Regions from separate parts of the Pelodiscus sinensis genome. Here region 2 is linked to region 1. Evidence: chromatin contacts called from public Hi-C data. All regions are on one chromosome and are shown on one strand. Each heading gives the region's core, a stretch centred on a gene start, on an enhancer-like site or on the middle of the called end of the contact. The rest is flanking DNA. Distances are from core to core; before and after follow the strand shown.

The links. Hi-C and Micro-C count contacts between places; a contact is called where the count stands out from the background.
Region 2: a Hi-C map of blood shows a contact between it and region 1, with 8 times the contacts expected there. The contact joins the promoter of TPP2 here to the promoter of METTL21C in region 1. A contact is called at or near these places in 2 of 5 Hi-C or Micro-C datasets (blood and liver).

Annotation. Positions count from the first base shown.
Region 1 is chr1:245,778,493-245,785,739 of ASM4963464v1, forward strand. METTL21C (methyltransferase 21C, AARS1 lysine) reads left to right here and starts at 2,809. Exons shown (of 5, transcript XM_075918742.1): 1 at 2,809-2,904. It overlaps TEX30 (testis expressed 30), which reads right to left and starts at 2,425. Exons shown (of 5, transcript XM_075918744.1): 1 at 2,136-2,425. The coding sequence starts at 2,153.
Region 2 is chr1:245,941,798-245,949,044 of ASM4963464v1, forward strand. TPP2 (tripeptidyl peptidase 2) reads right to left here and starts at 4,257. Exons shown (of 30, transcript XM_075918739.1): 1 at 3,984-4,257. The coding sequence starts at 4,247.

The DNA.
Region 1 (7,247 bases), core at 1,559-4,058:
ATATGTACATTCAGGACATCATGCCATGAATAATTGCAGTTATAACACCATTCTGTGCTCGTATGAAAAAGGAATGAAGGATGGCCTTGCTTTTAAGGCAGCATACTAGCAGTTGAGAGATCTGGTTTCTGCTGTTCTTGTTTGAGTCAAAGACTTCCTGAATGACCCTGGACAAGTCAATAATCATTCTGGGAAAATTTAGACCCAGCTGTAAAATAATAAAGCTTCCCTAAATTACAGGGATTTGTGAGGCACACACACAACGACTGACAATTTTTTTATATTATACATATGTATCAAAGGCAGCAACTGGGGTGGCAGACAGGAGCCAATCTGCATGGGAAGCTGGTTTTTAAAGGTGTAGGGGAGCCTGGACAACCCCATCTAGACCAGAATAATAATGTCTGCATTGTGCGGCTCTGCATTGACCGGACTAAGGATGGTTGCCTTAACCAAAGTGTGGCTTCTAACAAAGCAAACCAGGCTGATTCAAGCCTAGTGTACATGGGCCAGGCCAAGGGTTGACCTTTAAATGTCAGGAGTGGCTTCTAACAAAGCAAACCAGGCTGATTCAAGCCTAGTGTACATGGGCCAGGCCAAGGGTTGACCTTTAAATGTCAGGAGTGCTTTAAACAATAGTGCATTGAGAGTATTGGTATAGAGAAACTGTGCCCAGAACATTGGGAGTAGCCTGGTACATAACAATACTAATGAGCAAAAATCACTGATGCAGCCATAAAACTATCAATTAAGTACAGTATAGTTTGACTAGTAGGACGTGTCCAAAAGAGGGACATATACAATACATAATTGCGTGTGGGGAAACGAAGCCACAACGTCCTATCTGACAATCGTAAGGGTCTAGCGATGGAACTGTGTGAGATTTATAGAAATAAGTACATGTACAGGGCTTGACAAATTATGGAAACCCCTACTCGCCAGACAAAAAAGGGACTCGCCACCCTCCCACCCCCCCCAAAAAAGTGTTTTTTTAATGGCTGAGAATTGCTGCAGGTCCCCCTCCCCGGCAGCGCTCTGCTCCTCCGCTTGCTGGCGAATTGGATGGGGCTGCGCCGCCCATAGTGTGGGCTTTGGCCAGCGTTACAATGACCCACCAGGCCAGTCCACCCCTGCACTCGCCAGCTGGAAAAATCTACTCGCCATGGGCGAGTGGGTGAGTGTATTTGTCAAGCCCTGTACATGTATATTCAGATCCTTAAAATTAAGTATCTTGGGTATTGCCGTAGATGTAGGTGTTATATTATTGACTGTGCTAACTATCCTGTGTATTGGAATAGATCTGTGTAACCTTGCATTGCTTTCCTTTACTATTCTGTGCATAATAAAGTTAACAAGAGTTTATCTGAGGTGTTTTTCCTGACATCACTCCTATCCAAAAGCTGAACCACATAACAAAGGCACAGAGGCAGTAGCATGGGGTGGCAGGAGGCTACTCAGGAGGCGGCCAGGAGCACACTGACTGCTAGCACCATCCCCAGGGACTACTGAAAAGTGGTGTAACTGCTAAGATTTCATGCGGTTACACGACTACTCAATTAAACAATATCCAACATCCCTGGTCAAAAGCATGATTGCAACAGGAATTGGCAGCTCTCCCACGCTTCCAAGTCTCAACTAAAACAGTATTGCAAAAAGGTGAGCGATGATCTCTCCAAGCAGGAGGATTGCAGGTAATTTAGGACTATGTCGGTCAACACTTAAAAACAACCAGTGCAGAGAAAGCATAAGTAGCAGCTCACTGTGAAATACAAGTAATTGCTGTGGACCACACTGAATTAGAAAGGGGGGAAAAAAAGGGGAAAACTGGGGGTGCATCTACACTGCACGCATAGGTCAAAATAAAATATGCAATTTGAGCTACGCAAATTGCCTCTCGTATTTTGATCTAATTTTGAAATAAAGCACTATTCCAATAAGTCCCTTAACCCTCGTGGAACGAAGGTTACAGAGACGCTGGAATAGCACGTCCATGCTTTCAAAATAACGGGCACGGAATAGCTATTCCCCCCCCCCCCCCCCAAGTACCAAGAGGCCCAGCAGACTGGGCGGGCGGGCGCGCTGGACACACGCTGCGCGCGCAGGAAGGGAGCCTGCAGCGAGGGAAGGCCACGCACCTCGCTATAATCTCCCATGTCTCCCCGCCGGGCGGGGCCGCTCGCCTCCACAGAGCGCTGTGCTGTGCTGGGGGGGGGAGGGGGAGAGAGATATTGCGCCGTCCAGAGGCCACGAGCTTCCCGCGGGGCAGCGGGCACGTGCCGGGCACTCACCACCCCCCACGCCGCAGCCGCGCGGGAACAGCAGCACACTCAACGCCTCAGCGCATGCGCCCCCCGCCCTCCCTTGCGTTGAGAGCCGGTTCGGTAACCGCCACACCGGCTTTCTGCGAACGGCCCCCGAGCCCCGCCCCTGAAGGCCAGAGCGCCAGCCTATCGCCAAGAGAGGGCCCGCGCGGGACATGCTGGGAGTTGTAGTTCGCTCTCTGAAACGAACAGCTCCCTGGGCAGCGCGCGCTCCAGCCCCATCTCGTCCGCCCTTGGAACGCTGCGGGGGCGCCGCGCCTGGAATTGTCTGCTCACGTCTGGGGAGAAGCCTGAAGTAAATGTCGCTCTGATCCCATGTCCCAACCCCCAGCCCGGAGCCCCCTCCTGCAACCCAACCCTCTGCACCATCCCAGAGTGTGACCACCCCCCCCCCCCATCAACCCTCCTGCCTCAGGCCTGAGCCCGCTGCTGCACCCTCTTCCTGGTGTCAGCAAGCCCTGAGGGGGGTAAGCCCGGCATCCCAGGCATCCCAGGGACAGGACGGAGCAACGGTTGGCAACCTTTTCAAACCAAAGAGCCAAACTACATCAAACTTCAGAACCAGTGGTCAGCAAAGAGCCATGTAAGAATGCCCATTTGCATGACTGGAAATATGCATCTTAAAATTGTTGATAATTGACATGATTAATAGCAGCATAAATGAAACATTGTACTCACAGATTTTATTTAAGGGGACTGCTGCTGCATCTTTTTGCACATTTATTTACATCACAACTGGTCAAATCAGGTTGTCTTCTGTCAATCTTATGGCAGGGGGCTGGTGACATGGGGGGTAGGACTCTTGGTTGGGATGGGGGCATGGGGCAGGAGATTGGAATATATGATGGACTCGGTCTCAGAGCACAAGGTTGGGGGATGAGAAGGGTGCAGGAGTGTTATAACAGGGAACCAGAAATGTGGGGATGTGAGGGACTCGGGGCGGGGGGCCGGTCAGGTGTATGATGGGCTCAGGGTTGGTGTGTGGGTCAATGCAGGAGTGTTATGACACTGCGGCCAGATGGGGCCTGGGACCCAATTGTGGGCGTGTTGGCCAGACTTCATTTTTAGATAAGGTAAATATTATGTCCAACACAAAAGGTTTCAATATTGTCTTTATTTATAGCAGGAGTGGGGAATCTTTCTTGGGTCAGGAGCCACTGACACACAGAAAAATCAGTCAGGGACCACACAAGTGAAAAAAAACCCACACCTGAATCTCGAAACCCAGTGTAAATAAGTATTACCTGGAAGAGCAATTAGTGTGTACATTCCCCCTTTCATTGTTAAAGGGGGCTTACTTAAATAATTCATTTGAGGGTTTTGATCCTGTTTGTGGAGTGGGATTTCAGGAAGCTGGGCCCAAACTGCACTTTCCTTGGATCTGAAGGGATTCAGTGTCTGTACTGCTACTTGGGAGGGGGGGGGGGGGCATTGATCTCAACTTGGAGCCTTGGCTGAGGGAGACCAGCAGAGCTGGTCCAGCAGGACCAGGCAGTGAGAAGTCCCAAAGAGGAGGAAGATGAGTTTCAGTAGCTTTGCCAGTACTCCGGGAAGCACCCCAAGGTGATCTCGCCCTATCACAGGGAAGTCAGAAGAAGAGTATTCCTCTTTCGACTTCCTGCTGTGTAGACAGCGCCAAAAGCCAAATTAAGCTATTTTGACTTCATCTACACAATTCATATTATATTTTCAATAAACATGCCATATTGTCTTTTCCCATGAAAAAGATCCTGTGTATTTCTTAGAAGCATAAAACAGATATAAATCTGTAATATAGGTATGGCCTTATATTACAAGGATGAGAAGACACGTTCCTTGCCCTGAAAATTTTATAATGTTAGGCCTTAATGCTGTGTGATGATGTGCACACCTCATTCTCATCAGAATGGAAGATGGCCTGAATCTCAGAATGCGTTCAGCATTTTTTCAAGATTTAGCCTAGGAATAGACTTTGCAGAATTTGATTTTATTTATATATGTATTTATTTATTAGTAATTTAAACAGATAATATCAGTATTGATTTTAAGGATTTTTTAAGATATTTAAATTTTCAGTTGCACATAATTATGGGTTCTAAGCATTTTTTTTATTTTTATCTTTTATTTTCACTGTTGTGGGAAAATTATGGGAGAGAGCAGATAATAATTACAACAGTAGGGATTGAGATGCAAAAACTGAAAGCTTTATAAAACACAAATTATCATGGAGATGTGGTTCTGCTATTGTTCCCAGGACTACTTGTTGTCCTTTGTGACCAGTAATGACACCGACAACAATTTTACATCTTTGTCTCTGTTTACACTGCAGGCTTCTTGTGCAAAAAGCTTTTTACTTGAACTGCATGGACGCTCTCTCAAAAGAAAGCACTGATTGCTATCCACAGGATGGCCACCAGGGCAACTATGCTTTTTCCTCTTTCCTGTTTTTGCACAACCCTCCCCCTTGTTGCCCATCCACACACACCTTTTTGCGCAAGAACACTTGCACAAAAAGGAGTTATTCCTCGTAGAAAGAGGACTACCTACACTGGAAAAACCTCCATTCTGTTGTTTTACTTGCGCAAAAACATGCTTGCAGGGTGGACGCTCCGTGAGTTTTTGTGCAAAAATGGCTGTTTTTGTGCAAAAACTATGTAGTGTGGACCTAGCTATAGTGAGCAAGGCTGTGGCTAAAATGACCAATGCCTAAGCAGTAGTTTTTTCCACAGGAAATGCATAGGTACCTTGATGCAGGGAAACAAATTGTAATTTTTACCTGCCACTGCTTATGACATCCTCTGTGTCTCAAAAGCCATAAAGTTTTTAATCCCAAACTGCGTAAACCCACTGTTGACTACTGCTTGCCAACAAGAACTGTTTGTTGCTGACAATTCCCAGTTACCAATGTTAATGTTTTACTCTCAGATTAGGTTTCCATGTGTCCTTAGAGTATTTTCTTCTTGCCATTTTGTATATGGTTGCTCACTTTCAGTTTGCCATACAGCACCTGCTTTGGCATTCTTATGTTATATAACCCTAATCACAGCCCAGCGTAACTGTGATGTGATAAGCATGGTTTCAATCCCTGTGGAATGACTACATTCTAAGACCTCATTATTAGTAATTTCATCCTACCATTTGATGCAGAGTATGGCATGCCAATGTCATAAATGAAATTTATCTAGAAGCTTGATGTGATGCCAATAGCAGGTCCATATCTCTCATCTATACAAGAAGTAGGATAGCATAACTGCTTTCTAGATTTTTAACATGGTTTGAAATTTAATGTAAAGGGACCATGTCATAGGTGGTCTGGGCCAGTAATCACAGCTGGATTAGGTTTCACACATCCAGGGCAGTGGTCAGGGAGTAGGAGTCACTTTGTGTCCAACACAGGTTAGCAGAAAAGAGGAATTAAAGCATAGGCGTGCACAGCACATTTCATTAGGGTGTGCACCCACATAATTTTTTAAAATGTAGTCTTTGACCCCCCATTAGCCACACCTCTGGAGGCAACACTCTAGGGGCAAGATGGACACATGACCAGAAGTAAAAGGTGTCACGTGACACCTCCCCCCCCCAGGACTTTCCCCACCGTCCTCCTACCAACAGCGATTAGTTTGGCCCCCACCAAACCCCCTGCATGCAACTATCCTGCAATTGCATTAACCCAATGTGTGTGACATTAACTCGGGGGCGGAGAGGCTGGGGGAAGTGTTCCCTCTAAGAGTTTCCTCCCATGAGCAGAATGAATTTTGTGTTGTGCACCAGTACTGAGTTCATGTGGCCTGGTACCTTCCCCAGCCGAGGTCAGCTTGCCGGCCTCCTTTCCGGCGCCCCTACCGGCTCTGGTGCAGAGGTGCGGAGTCCGGTGGTTCCGTCCCTCCAGGCCAGTCCACCTCTGCTTTAGGGTGTGCCTGGGCACACCCAGCATACCCTGGATGTGTCTAGACTGGCCAGTTTTTCCAGAAAATCAGCCGCTTTTCCGGAAAAACTTGCCAGCTATCTGCACTGGCCGCTTGAATTTCTGCAAAAGCACTGACTTCCTACTGTAAGAAATCAGTCCTTTTTGCAGAAATACTATGCTGCTCCCGTTCAGGCAAAAGTCTTTTCCCGAAAAACTTTTGCGCAGAAGGGCCAGTGTAGACAGCAGAGATTTGTTTTCCGCAAAAAAGCCCCGATCGCGAAAATGGCGATCGGGGCTTTTTTGCGGAAAAGCGCGTCTAGATTGGCCACAGACGCTTTTCTGCAAAAAGTGCTTTTGCGGAAAAGTGTCCTGCCAATCTAGACGCGCTTTTCCGAAAATGCTTTTAACGGAAAACTTTTCCGTTAAAAGCATTTCCGGAAAATCATGCCAGTGTAGACGTAGCCCCTGTGTGCACACCTATGGATTAAAGGGAGTTGCAGTCATCAAATGCAAAGATAGACTAAGACTTCCACATCCAAAATTACTTGATTCCCCAGATTAGACGGTCCCCAGCAGACCACAGGCACCCAGACTGAAGTGGCAGCAGCGGCGGGTTCCCGCGCTTCTGAGGCTTTGCTCTGGCAAAGCCTCAGAAGCGCGGGAACCCGCCCGGTGCCCCTGGTCTGCTGGAGACTGTCTCCAGCAGACCAGGGGCACCGGAGCAGCTTACGAACGGGGCTTTCTCGCCCCGGAGCTCGCAGGTAGCAATCCGCCACCTCGACCTCCGGGGCGAGAAAGCCCCGTTCGTAAGTGCGGATCCGACGTAAGTCGGATCCGCGTAAGTCGGGGACTGCCTGTATTTGCACTGACACTGTGTTGACCTAAAGACATTGGTCATGACCCTATGCTGCTTATGGAGGTGGATTTATTAAGTCAGCGTAGTGGGGAAGTTATGTCAGCAGGAACAAAATTTAAACATAGACATCTTTCATAATTAGATGGATTTAAGCTGCATTCTGTTGCCCTAACTCTGCAGGATA
Region 2 (7,247 bases), core at 3,007-5,506, 160 kb after region 1:
GCAGTATTTCAAAGTGACAACGCTGCATGGAGCCCAGGGTCTGACCCCAGGCTCCAAGCGGCACTGCTGCTTTGAAGTACCCACTCTTCTTACCCCCCTTCCCCTTCTCCTCCCCCTGCCCCTTCTGATAGAGGCAGCAAGGCAGGGGGGATGACGAGTCGACTAGTCTGTTGACTATCTGGTAAGTATTTGCTTATCGGATAGTAGACTAGCTCTTCATATCCCTAATCTGTTTCACACATTCTGAAGTTGTTCTCTAAAAATTTTAGACACAAATATCTATACCTGCAATCCTGAAATCTGAAGCTTGTGGCAGATACCCATTCAAAGTACTTTTGAAGCCAAAGGGTATAGGATTCCCCAGTGTGAATCCAGTTGAAGACTTTGAATCTGAGTAAATTAATTCACAGTCCCCTTGCGACTGCCAAATATAAACAGGAAGATGGCCATGCATTTATCACACCTCAAAAGAGTAAGGTTGAATATTTATACGGAATGCTTAAAAATGTATGTTTCAGAGTGACTTAGGGTAATGAAAATCTATGATGAGAATACACAGGATACTGACTCTTCTCTGACAGAAGGTAACAAGTACTGTTTTTAATAGGTGTACTGAGGAATTGATCCAAATACTGAAGATAATAGCAATTATGTCTGATTCTGTACATGGGTATTTATGTTCAGACCCTGAAGTACAAAATGTAGGTCTTCTGAACGTCTATTAAATAACCAACAATATGTTCCAAAAGAGTTATGACTAGACTTTAAAAGAGCACCATTTTCTACTATTTGCATGTGATCCCTATAAGTCAGAGGCAGGCCAAATTTAGCCCAATGGCCATCCCATTCAGACCCTCAGGCATAAAGCAGCACTGGATTCTGGTCAACAGATATCTAGCCAATAAGAGCTCGGAGATTTTCCTGGGGGTGGGAACAGCACACAGTCTCCCCCTCCTTCCAGCACTTGGAGCAGAGTCATATGGAGTATCCAGCTGTTTTGAGCAGCCTCGCACTGCAGCAGGCAGGGAACTTGCCTTGGCATCCTGCAAGGCTGCTGGCCAGGAGCTGCCTAGGTAAGCACCTCCCAGCCAGAGCCTTTGACACCCCAGTCCTTCCCACTCCCCAGCTCCCTGCCCCAGGCCATCACCCAAACCCTCTGCACCCTTCTCCCCCATGTCAACTCCCTCCCGGACCCTGCAGCCCCCTCCGACACCTCTTTCCAAGGCCAGAATCCTCTACTGCTCCCATACCCTGAGCTCCAATTCCCTGACCGAAATCACAACTCTCTCCTTCACCGAAGCTCCCTCTCAGATTTCACAGCCTCTCTTGCACTCAAGTCCTCCACCCCGAGATACCTTCTGTACTCAATCTCTGTCCCAGACTCCACAACTCCACCATGGAAAAGTGTGGTCTTTGACTAAGGATGTTAAAGGCTGCTATCAGGCTAATCGTATAGTCGATACAAATTGTATCGACTATATGATTAGTTGATAGAACCACTCTACAGAGCTGCATGCAGCAAAGGTAGATCCAGGAGCTGGCTTGAGATTGGACTCAGCAGTCCTGTCTCATGCAGCTCCAGGAGTCGCCATCGCTACAGCTCTGTATTGTAAACTAGCTGGAGTTACCCAGCATTGCTGTGTCCCGCTCCCCACTGGCTTATTCGCTCCCCTATCCCCCAGCCAGCCCTACTTCCTGCTGGCTGGTTCCCCTCTTCCCGATCTCCCACAGCCAGCCCCGCTCCCACCGGCTGCCCCCCCAATATCCCCCAGCCAGCCCCGCTGCCCCCGACCAGATCTGTTTCCCGCCGCCCCGATCTCCCCTGGACTGCCCCGCTGCACCCCACCAACTCTGCTTCCTTCCACCGGCCACCCCCTCCCGATCTCCCCCAGCCAGCCCTGCTGCCCCAGAACTCCCCCGCCCCCCCCAGACCAGCTCTGCTTCCCATCAGCCACCCTTCCCCCGATCAGCCACGCTGCCCATGACCACCCTCAAACCAGCCCTGTTTCCCAGCCCCCCCCCCCTTTCTCCCAGCCAGGACCAGGCCCAGCCCCCCCCCCCCCACCCACCCCCATCAAATGGGGCCGCTTTTTTTATATATATAAAAAGACTACCTGGTAACTGTAGCCACAGGGGGCATGGTTGATGGCTGAGCCGTTATGCGCATGGGGGTGGGGTGAGTCCCGGATGGTGCTTTGGGGCCGCAGGCAGCGGACACGTGACCTAGGGTGGGTAGGGCTGCCCCTGCAGCACAGCACGGCAGGTTATTTTTGATTTTTACAGGTTGAGACCAGGTCCGATCGAGTCCAAAAGTACCTTAACCTTTCCTCCAGGAAAAGGTTTTATCCCATGGAAAGTTTGGTTGCAGTAGGTCTTATAGTGTCCAAGTTATTAGAGCACAAGCATACAAACATTCTCCTTTGTATATTAGATGTAGTAAGAGCCGCTGAGCTCTTACTACATTTAAAATGCAGAGGCACCACAATTATCACAAGTCGGGACTACTCTGTCCTGGATCGCATCAAGTCCAACAGTCCCTGTTTGCAGCAGATAGCCCTGGCTGCTGCAAACAGGGGTGACTTGGCGGCGGCAGCCCCTGTCCACATGGCGGGGGGTGAGGAAGGAGAAGGAGCTCCCCATTGGGATCCCTGCAGACAGGGGCTGCTTCGCAGCAGCCTCCCATATCCCCTCAGAGGGAGCTGGGGGTGGGAGGGAAGCAGACAGCTTTTAAGCTGGCTTCCCCTCCCCCTTGCTGCCTCTCTTCAAGGCAGCAAAAGAGGGGAGGTGCCATAGGGAGCACGGAGGCAGCAGGGACTTAAGTAGTCCATGCTATCCTCATGCTCCCTGCAGCGCTTCTGCTTTTGAAACGTACAAGAGCCCCAAAGGACTCTTGTACATTTTAAAGGCTGAAGCACCGCAGTAGGAACCAACAAGAGAGAGGACTGCTTCAGTGCCTGCTGCACCCCTACCCCCTCTACCCCCAGACACAGTGCTGGGGGCAGCAAATTTAAGGTATCTCCCCACCAGCACCAGCTCCTGCTTCCTCCCTTACTGCCTCTCTGACAGACTAGTCGAGTTACTACTTGACTATCCAATAAGCCTATGCGTATTGGAAAGTTGACTAGTCACTTAGACCCCAATCCTTGACCACTTACCAAGAGTGGTCCTCCCATCAAAAATTGTTGCCCATCTACGCTATAGGTACAAGTTTCTACTCACAACAGAAGAGCCACAAACTGCAGACCTCTTGGCTAGACAAGGTTTATGTTAGAAACAGGTTTCCACCTATAGCAAAACAACTGGAAGCCAAGTCAAGTTTTCCAGTGAGATTAAAAAAAAAAAAAAAAAAAAAAAAAAAGCATTCAGAAAGAAAAGATGAAAATGTGCACCATACTTATTCCCTCCACAAAACAAGTTACATTGCAAGAAATAGTCAGTACAAGAATTTGAATAGCAATGCTCTTATGGCACTTTCTCTTGGCAGATGAAGCTCTTCTGAACATGCACTAGAGATGTTAGATAGCATGGAACTGAATAGTCGTGTAAGTGTCAAATCCAGAGGTCCTGGGTTCCAGCCCCACTGCCCACGGGCTAGCTCTATGCAGTAAGCCACACCTCGGTGTGGAGAGCACGACAATATCCCAAGGAAAGCAGCTCCCCTGGGCTGCAGTGGAGCACCCCAGTAAAACCACAACCAGCATCACTGGGGGCTCAAACCCGCCCGTCTCTCTCGGGGCCCTCTTCTGCCCCGCCCGCCTGCCTCCACGAGCCCCCAGCACCCAAATCGGCCAGGTCCCCGCGACGCCTCCCGCCCCTCCCCTTCCTCCTCCGCCCGGCGCCGTCTCCCCGCCAGTCCCGGGCTGCTCCGGCCCCGCTCAGCTCAACCCCCCGCCCCGCAGGCCTCGGCTGCTGGACGCCCCCCACCGCGCACTATCTAGCTCCCGCGCGGCGGGTCGGCACCCGCGGAGCAGGCCGGCCGGTACCTGCATGCCGGGCGCGCCGGGATCCACGCCGGTGTCCAGCACGGCCAGCAGCACCCCGCGCCCGTCGTACTCCGGGTAGCGGCCGAGGAAGGCGGCGGCGCCCGTCTCTTTCTTCGGCAGGAGCCCGTGGAAGGGGAACGGCTCCTCCGCGGCGGCCGCCATGATGGCAGGGGACAGAGAGACGCGCACGGACCAGCCCCGGCAGCGGCGCCTGGGACGCACCAAGTGACGCGAGTGGGGGAGGAAGGGGCGGAAGTGGCGCATGCGCTCACCCAGCCAATCGGCGGGCGGCCTGCCCGCGCTTTCTAGAGCGCCACGGACGCACAGGCGCCACCCGCCAATTGGAGGGCGAAACGCTCTTGCGCGCGCAGGCGCGCTCCCGCCCTGGAAAGGGCGAATGCGCCTAGTCAGCCAATAAGACGACGGGACACGCGCCGGAGTGCCGTAAAGGAAACCTGCACGGAATCGTCCCGTCTTAAAGAGACAGGCACCTATTTACCACTCTACTTCACCCCCAAGCCTCCTCCTCTGGTCATTATCCCCCCCCTCCTCTTTGAATGGTGCTTCCGCGCCTTCCTGACAGCTGCATGTCACAGAACCATGGAATCCTAGAACTGGAAGGAAAAAAACCCAGGACTGTGTAGCACTTTAAAGACTAACAAGATGGTTTAATAGGGAATGAGCTTTCGTGGGCCAGACCCACTTCCTCAGTGGGTCTGGCCCACGAAAGCTCATTCCCTATTAAACCATCTTGCTAGTCTTTAAAGAGCTACACAGTCCTGGTGTTTGTTTCAGCTGCACCAGACTAACAGGGCTACATTTCTAGCACTATTCTAGAACTGGAAGGGCCCTCTGGGGAGCATTGAGTCCAGCCCCCCCGCCACCCCTACAGCAGGACCAAGCGCTGTCCAGACCATCCCTGATCGCTGTGCCGTGTCTCTGTAATGCGTTCACCCTAAGAACAGACACTTCGTGGGTCCCAGCACAGGATCAGACCCTGCTGCAATCACAGAGCTGGGGAAGGAAGTAGCCAGCCCAGAGATGCAGGTGCAGGTGCTGGGCTAAGCAGGGACGAGCCTAGTGTGGGATTGTCACATGGTTTTCAACTGGAGCATCCTGTCTGAAAGGGGACCTGGTGCTGACCAGAAGTCCAGGGCTATTGCAGGCTGCTTCAGCTCTGGCCTGCTCCCAGAAGTCGCCACCAGATCCCAGCACCCTCTAGTTGCTGGGTCAGCCAGGAACTTGGAAGCTTCAGGAGTTGCCCCATTCCCAAGTGCCAGTTCCACAGCTGCTATTGGCCAGGAACCATGGCCAGTGGGAGGTCTGGGAGAGGTGCCTGTGGGTACAAAAGCAGTATATGGTGCTTCCCTGGCTGCCTTATGCCTAGGAGCTGGAGGGACCTGGTTGTTGCTTCCTGCAAGCTTTGATAAGCAAAGACTGGCTTCCTTCTCCTCAACATTGTGTCCCAGCCTGGAGTCCCCTCCTATACCCAAATTCCCTCCCAGATACTACACCTAAATTCCTACCTGGAGCCTTCATCCCACATCCCATGCACCCAGAGCCCACTTGAGGCCATCACCCCCACACACATCACAACCCTTGCCCCAGCCCAGTGAAAAGACGTGAGGGTGGGGGAGAGAGAATGACAGAAGGAGAGGGAATGGAGTGAGTATGGCTGGGGCAGGGCATTTGCTTTTCTGTTATTAGAAAGTTGTCAATCTTAGCCTGCGCAATCATGTTCAGAAATAGCACATGCCGACCACATCTGGTGCAGGCACCTTGCCTTGTGCCCACTGGAAATGGGCCTAGGTGCCCTCTTCATGCACAGCGCACAACCCTAAGTACATCAGAAGCAGGAAGCTGGATAAACAACCAATGGGACCCTTGGACAATCAAGATGCTAAAGGAGCACTCAAAGATTATAAAGTCATAGCAGAGAAGCTAAATGAATTCTTTGCTTCAGTCTTCACAGCTGGGAGATCCCAAACCTGAGCCATTCTTTTTAGGTGAAAATTTGAGGAATTGTCCCAGATTGAGGTGTCATTAGAGGAGGTTTTGGAACAAACTGATAAACTTAACAGTAATAAGTCACTGGGACCAGATGGCATTCACCCAAGAGTTCTTAAAGAACTCAGATGGGAAATTGCACAACTATTAACTGTGATTTGTAAACTATCCTTTAAATAAGCTTTCGTACCTAATAACTGGAAGATAGCTACCGTGACGCCAATATTTAAAAAGAGCTTTAGAGATAATCCTGGCAATTACAGACTGGTAAATCTAGCATCAGTACTTGGAAAATTAGTTGAAACTATAGTAAAGAATAAAATTGTCAGACACATAGATGAACATAATTTGTTGGGGGAAAGTCAACATGGTTTCTGTAAAGGGAAATCATGCCATACTAATCTGCTAGAGTTCTTTGAGGGGATCAACAAACATGTGGACAAGGGGGACCTAATGGATATAGTATACTTAGATTTCCAGAAAGCCTTTGACAAGGTCTCTCACCAAAGGCTCTTAAGTAAAGTAAGTTGACATGGGATAAGAAAGAAGGTCCTTTCATGGATTTGTAACTGGTTAAAAGACAGGAAACAAAGGGTAGGAATAAATGGTAAGTTTTTCGAGTGGAAAAAGGTAACTAGTGGGGTCCCCGAAGGGCCTATCATGGGATCTAGCCTAGTCAACTTATTTACAAATGATCTAGAGAAAGGGATAAACAGTGAGGTGGCAAAATTTGCAGATGATAGCAAACTACTCAAGATAGTTAAGACCAAAGCAGACTGTGAAGAGTTTCAAAATGATCTCACCAATCTAAGTGATTGGGCAACAAAATGGCAAATGAAATTTAATGTTGATAAATATAAAGTAATGTACATTGGAAAAATAATCCCAACTCTATATACAATATGATGCGGACTAATTTGGCTACAACTACTCAAGCGAGAAATCTTGGAGTCATTGTGGATAGTTCTCTGAAAACATCCACTCAGTGTGCAGCAGCAGTCAAAAAAGCAAACAATGTTAGGAGTCGTTAAAAAAGGGATAGATAATAAGACAGAAAATATCTTATTGCCTCTATATAAAACCATGATATACCCACATCTTGAATACAGCGTACAGATGTGGTCGCCTCATCTTAAAAAAGATATATTGTCATTGGAAAAGGTTCAGAAAAGGGCAACAAAAATTATTAGGGGTTTGGAATAAGTCTCACATGAAGAGAGACTAAAAAGACTTGGACTTTTCATCTTAGAAAAGAGG